2 separate regions of the Rattus norvegicus genome follow, and region 1 is linked to region 2. A link is a contact called in public Hi-C data. All regions are on one chromosome and are shown on one strand. The core of a region is the stretch at or near the end of the contact, and the rest is flanking DNA. Distances in the headings are between cores, read along the strand shown. Region 1 holds the start of Rnd3 (Rho family GTPase 3). Region 2 has its middle 330 kb from the start of Rnd3.

Region 1 (3,086 bases), core at 488-2,987, 330 kb before region 2:
GGGCCTAAATACATTTCCCCACTTTTTTGCCCATTCTTCCTCAACCAAACAAGCATCTTGATGAACATCTCCTGCACTAGTTAGGTTAGGGAAATGCTAGGGTAAACTCTATGAAGTTTACAGAGGACACTTTTCCCTCTCCGACATAACAGCACAACGTAAGACTTTAGGAGACAATGCCCGGACAGTGCTTCCTTTGTGAACTGTGTGAAGAGACGAATAAAGCTCTTCCAAGCAAATTTTGGCAAATGCAGCCATAGGACCTTGGTCAGCCTTTCCCTTTCCATGGTCAACCTGTAGGAAACACACCTGTCCACAAAGATAAAGCCAGGGTTGTCCTTTAGGGGAAGACTCCAAGGTTCTCAGGTCTGAAATAAGATAGCATTCTAGGTCCCCTAGTAATTCGCTACACATTCAGTCCCTATACTTTCCTTAAAGGTGTGTGTGTGTGTGTGTGTGTGTGTGTGTGTGTGTGTGTGTGTGTGTTTAGTATATGTGTGGAAGACAGAGGTTGGCACTAGGTATCTCCCTCAATTTCTCTTTACATTAATTTTGAGTTATGGTCTCTCACTGAATCCTAAGTTCCTCAGTTTGACTGGGTTGGCTGCCTAGCAAGCCCTAGGGATCCTCTGAGTCTGTCAGGAATGCCTCCTTATATGGGTGCTAGGGGTGAAAATCAAGTCGTGCTTGCAGACCAAGCCCTTCACAGACTGAACTATCTTCCCAGACACCGTCACTATAAATTTAATAACTGAAGCCTCCTGGCTATTGGGGTGACAGGCAACAAAGACACTGTTCTCAGAAAACGAGAGAACAAACAGTCTTTATGTTTGTCTCTTGCTGAAAGGGAGACTCGGAACGACTGGAGTACCTGAGTGGAGGAGGGGAGTTCCTGAATTTTCAACTATGGTTATGTGTGCTTTTTAAGACCAATGCCTTGATTCCTGGGCAAAGGAGGGTACAGCTCAAGGGAGCAAAGAACGCTTAGACCCCTGGTTCCAGAGTCCCCACAGTGAAAGTGACAGTTGGGGCAGGGTTTCCAATAGTTTTTGTCATCTAAGGTTTTTCTCTCCCCCTCCCCCATTCACCTTGTCATATTCCCCAGAGCCTTCGGCCCCCTCTGAAGTGGCTGAAAATGACAAGTTTCAAAAGCCAGTCCTCTACAAAGATCAAGGAAAACCAGTTCTGATGTCTAAAATAACCCAGCTATGTACCTGACACAACATTTTTTTAAAAATATTAGGTTTTGGGTTTGGTGCAACAACTTAGTTTAGCCTTTTCCCATCCAAGATTTACTTCTGTTTTATAATTTGATTGGGAAATATTTTTTTAATGTTCACAAATAATGACGAGGCTTCTGGAGACGCGCCCCTTCGAAAGCAATTTGAAAGGAATTCCAGGGCAAATTCAATGTGCACAGATACCCGCTCCCCGTCACCCCGGTCCTGAACAATCTATCCATCAGCAAATCCTGCCTGGCGCCTTCAGGTTATGCCAGAACCTAGGTCTGGAAGCCATCCTGCACGCCACCCTAGAGGGCGCGCTGCTTACACTTTCCGCCAACGAGGCGGTCGCGCTGGCTCCCAGGCTCCATAAAAGGGGAGGAGGCGGATCAGTTTCCTTCTCTCATTGAGAAAGCGGAGCGGATTGGAAGGCTGGGCGTATAAAGCCGCGCAGAGAGCGTGAAACAAAGCAGACCGATCGGAATTGGACTTGGGAAGAGATTCACGGAGTCAGGCAGAAAACTTGTTGGAGAGGAGTAAAGAGCCGCTGCCTCTCCTCCTCCAACTCCGCTGCGCTTAAGGGGTTCCCTCCGGCCTTGCGATTTATTTTTATATCCGCTTTTTATAGAGAGAAGTATATATATTTTTTTCTTCTAAAGAGAAAAATTCCTGTTCCAAGAGAAAATAAGGCAACATCAATGAAGGAGAGAAGAGCCAGCCAGAAATTATCCAGTAAATCTATCATGGATCCTAATCAGAACGTGAAATGCAAGATAGTAGTGGTGGGCGACAGCCAGTGTGGGAAAACCGCGCTGCTCCACGTCTTCGCAAAGGACTGCTTCCCCGAAGTGAGTGTGACCCGTACCTCTTTGAGGGGGGTGGCTGATGGGGTTCCCAGTCTGGGGACAGCGTCGTTTCTCTTGCTTCACTGATTTTCTTCTTGAAAGTCTTTCTCATGCCCAGCCTGTCTCTACCGTCACACTGCTGGGAAGCGAAAGTGTCCTGGAAGCCTCTAGGCTGGAACCCGCCAGCATCCTGGGCTCTTGGCCCCAGAAACTTGCTGGTTTCAGTGTGGGAGGCCGGGTGGGGAGACCTGGGTGACTCTCGGGAGGGGGCTGCGCGTTTACTGTGTAGGGAGTGTGCGGTTGGTTGTTGGTGGAGGTTTTTTAATTGGTGGCTTGGGTGTTTTTCAAGTGTTCGATATGCCGGTCATATTTTTAATAATCTCTTTGCCACCCTTCCTTCCTCTTCTGTCCCTTTCGTTCGTCCAGAATTACGTCCCTACGGTGTTTGAGAATTACACTGCCAGTTTTGAAATCGACACACAAAGAATAGAGTTGAGCCTGTGGGACACTTCAGGTAAGACTCAGCACACCGCGTGGCAGTCTGAACCGGTGCGCCCCTGGGCTCGGGATCCGATGCCCTGTCTGCTATCGTGGCTCCTTGAGGGACTTCCAGTCCCCAAGCCGCGGAAAAATGTTATCCTTTCTGGGCAGGGGCGGCAATGGGGGTGATTGTGGTCTTAGGGACAGGAGGACGCTATATGTCCGGGGTGACCCTGCTGGAGGAGCCTCTGGTGGCCGCATGGCCTTGTTTTGTCCTTCCTTGGGGCAGTGCCGGAGCGAGCCGCCAGGGTGGCTCAGTGCTGGAGCATGCAGAGCACCGTGGAACCCTCCGGCTCGCCCAGGAAGCCCCTCGTGGGTGTTATCAGCCATCTGGTCTCGGGGCAGGGGAGCAGGCTGAGCTGGGAGAAGATCCTCGAAACCCTCGGGTTGCATGCGGGTTCCGGGCTGGGGGAGATGGGTGAATGGCCGGAGCCAGCGCCCGTGACGCCTACTCTCAGGAATGCGCTGGTGGTGCCGG
Region 2 (3,125 bases), core at 153-2,652:
TAGTATTGCGTTAGTGGTGTGGGGGGAAAACATTAGCTGCAGTTATGATGCTGCTGCTGTTTAATAAATGCTCTTTGGATTTTAAAATATTAGGGGAAGACATGAGGCCGCAGGGTTGTCAGCCTCACATAAATTCTTGCAGTAACTGTACGCCCAGATGTACAAATGGCAAAGCACTCCAGAAAAGTAGCAACAGCCTATGCAGAATTTACACATTCTCATGAGAAAGAACATCTATAGCCCGCCTCTATATCACTTCCCTGAAATTTGTCTGGGACTTTGTGAGAATTGGATGTAATAAAAATTCAGTGAACCAAAAGTTCCATCCGGGCAGACGTGTGAACTTAGAAGTTTCCGACTAAGACAGTTTGGTCTGTTTTTCATCCCCATGTCCTAGGGACTGTTGGAAGTTTCATTTCATCAGCGGAAAATGAGATGGATTTCTCTCTGGATCCATAAAAATGTACAGTTCTCATTAAATTGTATTAACCATGTTCTCTTTGAGCAGGCGGCTCCTGTGAACACTGCAAATGACCATCTTCAACCACAGGGGGAAAAAAAATCAGTGATAAAAATCATCAATGGCCACTGGTTTACGAAGCAGAAAGCCGTGGGTTCAAAGTGGACCATCTGATTAGAAGAAGGTGCTCCAATCAAGGGTCCACATTCAGAAAGGGGGAGAGAGAAGGCATCGCTTGTTGGAAAATGTGTCCTGACTCCTGATTTACAAAGCTCTCACAACCCTTGCCTCTGCTTTGTTTCTTGAGACTGAAATGAGACTGACACAGGAGCAATGCTGATTGGCTTTGAGGAAAGGTTTCTAAAAAGAAACAAGTGCACAAAAATCAATTAAATCCTTAAGTAAGACTTGATTCCCACTGCTCAGCTCTCCAGACAACACTATCCATCCTGATCATCTCCTTTTGCCAATTGTCTGTTTTCTCTTTGTTCCAATTTCTCTTCTTGCTCTCTCTCTCTCTCTCTCATCTCTTTATTTTATTCATCCTTTTTGTCATGCGCCTCTCAGAATTAAGATTTTCATCTTCAATGCCACATTCTCAAGAAGATGTTGAATTTTTAAAATACAATAAGCTGATACGCAGTCAGGGACTGCCCACGGGCACATTTCGAATTGTGCTAGTATTTCACTGGTCTGAATGGAGACAGGCAGGAGGCTGGGCTTTTGTAGACTTCTGGCACTGCACGGATAAGAAACAAAATAAAGAAAGACCCTCCACGAGCAGCGTGATCTGCGAAGATGAGACAGAGACCCTGGGATCTGAGTGACTGTGAAACACCTCTAATGAACTCTCCGGCTTGGCTCCGCAGGCTCGGCTCGGCTCGGCTCGGCACTCCCTTCCTGAGCAGGGAAGACTACAGAGCAAACCATCAGACTTGAAAGAGCTGCTTGTGGGAGGGAGGAAGACAAAGTCCCAGGCTGGAGGGAGACTCTGCATTAGTGATAAGCCCTCCAGTCTCACAGGCAGACGTTTCTTCCCCCTCCTGCGGAAAAGCATTTTCTTAAACACGCTGGCTTCCTTTGCTGGCGTCCTTCATTAACTTCTGTTTTGCTAATGTGTTTGCTGGAAATAAGCAGAATGGTTTTCTATTTATCTACATATTGAGTAAACAGCTACTGTAAGCCAGTGAGGCAAACAGCAGGGTTGTGTTTGAAGAGTCTTGGAGTTAGAGCAAATCTGGCAAGCATTCACAGACCACAATCAGGGGTTTACAAAAGATGGGAGTTAAGGGGAATCTGAGGCTGAAACACATAAGGTGTCAACACAGATGGATCTATTTTGTCCTGTTAATTTGCGCTCGCTCTCTCTCTCTCTCTCTCTCTCTCTCTCTCTCTCTCTCTCTCTCTCTCTCCACCCCCAGCTCTGTTTGAAAGTGCTGAGGCAAAGATAAAAGTATTACCGAATTAATTACCGCATCAAGTAATAGGATCAGTTCAGGATGAACATATTTAAACCAAATATCAAATTTCACAACAAGAAATGGGGCATTTCTCTGAGCCGATTTTCTTTTAAGAGTTTTGTCTATGACCCTTGGAATACGCTTTTTCAAATGTAAATTTCAACATCAGGAACAATTGATTCTGGCCAATGTTGCTGGAGCAGAGTGGCCCAGCCACAGCTCCTATGGGCAGCTATAGTGTGCAGTGAGCTCCCTCTGTGCACAGAGCAGACCGGGGCTGGGAACCAGGCTGCATCATTTGCTGGAGATAATACACAGTGGCTTGAGTTTCTTTATTAGAAACCAAGGGTATGATGGGAAAAAATCTGATGGAAACCCTAGGCACAATGCACTTTAATTTTTATAGCAAATACACATGAAAGTACAATAATTTAGAAAATGAATTTTCCTCATAATTGAATATTCTATGCAGTAAAAACTCTCGATTCTCAATGTTCAAGGCTACACTTTAACATAGCATTGATTTAGTTTTAATGCGCCAGGCTTTTACATTAGTTTTAAATGTGCTGGTCTTTTAGCCAACTGTACCACTTGTGAGTGTTTTGTAGCATTTATCAGTAGGAGTGCGCATAGCAGGTCATATGCTTTGTCTAATTGTCTCAGCCGTTGAATGGGAAGAGGCACCATATTCAGCTTCCACAGTGCGAACATGAGTAATAAGTAAAGGCAGCGTAGCACCTGGCCAGCTGAACAGCCAGCACCTGCTCACTGTGTTGCTCGTCAGCCTGCAAAACCTTTTGCAAATCAAGAATCTGGTTGTTTGAAATCAAATAGCCCTGACATCTTTTCTTATTTAAAAGAAACTTAAATTGGAACAAATTCAGATTCACAAAAACTTACATCACAACGTCTCTGCTTGGCCTAGATCTCCCAGTTAACATCTTACATAATTGCCGTACATCTGGGAAGGCTGAGAACCTGACATTGATGGATTGCTACTGACTAAACTCCAGACTTACCTTGTTTGAATAACACTGGCCTTTCGAAGAAGGTTCCTTTTGTAAAACGTTCACAATCTACTCTATCTGTTTTTTCTTTTTTCTTTTTTTTCCCTCAAGCCTAGTCTAGGGATGTGGGTTTGAGAAAGATTGCCTCAGATGTACAGCACATTGCCAGCACTTGCCTGTGGGTTCTTCATACCAAAG

What was found. A called contact is a pair of places that touch in the nucleus more often than the background predicts.
Region 1: a contact with region 2 is called in a Hi-C map of psoas muscle, with 3 times the contacts expected there. The contact joins the promoter of Rnd3 here to the enhancer-like site in region 2. A contact is called at or near these places in 3 of 12 Hi-C or Micro-C datasets (the A7r5 cell line, mammary epithelial cells and psoas muscle).

The regions. Positions count from the first base shown.
Region 1 is chr3:55,997,145-56,000,230 of GRCr8, reverse strand. Rnd3 (Rho family GTPase 3) reads left to right here and starts at 1,737. Exons shown (of 5, transcript NM_001007641.2): 1 at 1,737-2,071; 2 at 2,495-2,582. The coding sequence starts at 1,922.
Region 2 is chr3:55,670,703-55,673,827 of GRCr8, reverse strand. No RefSeq gene overlaps it. Among named protein-coding and RNA genes, the nearest start is that of Rnd3, 330 kb to the left of the region's middle. Within about 2 kb of position 1,402, at least 13 of the 93 cell types and tissues checked have an H3K27ac peak or open chromatin away from gene starts, as enhancers often do.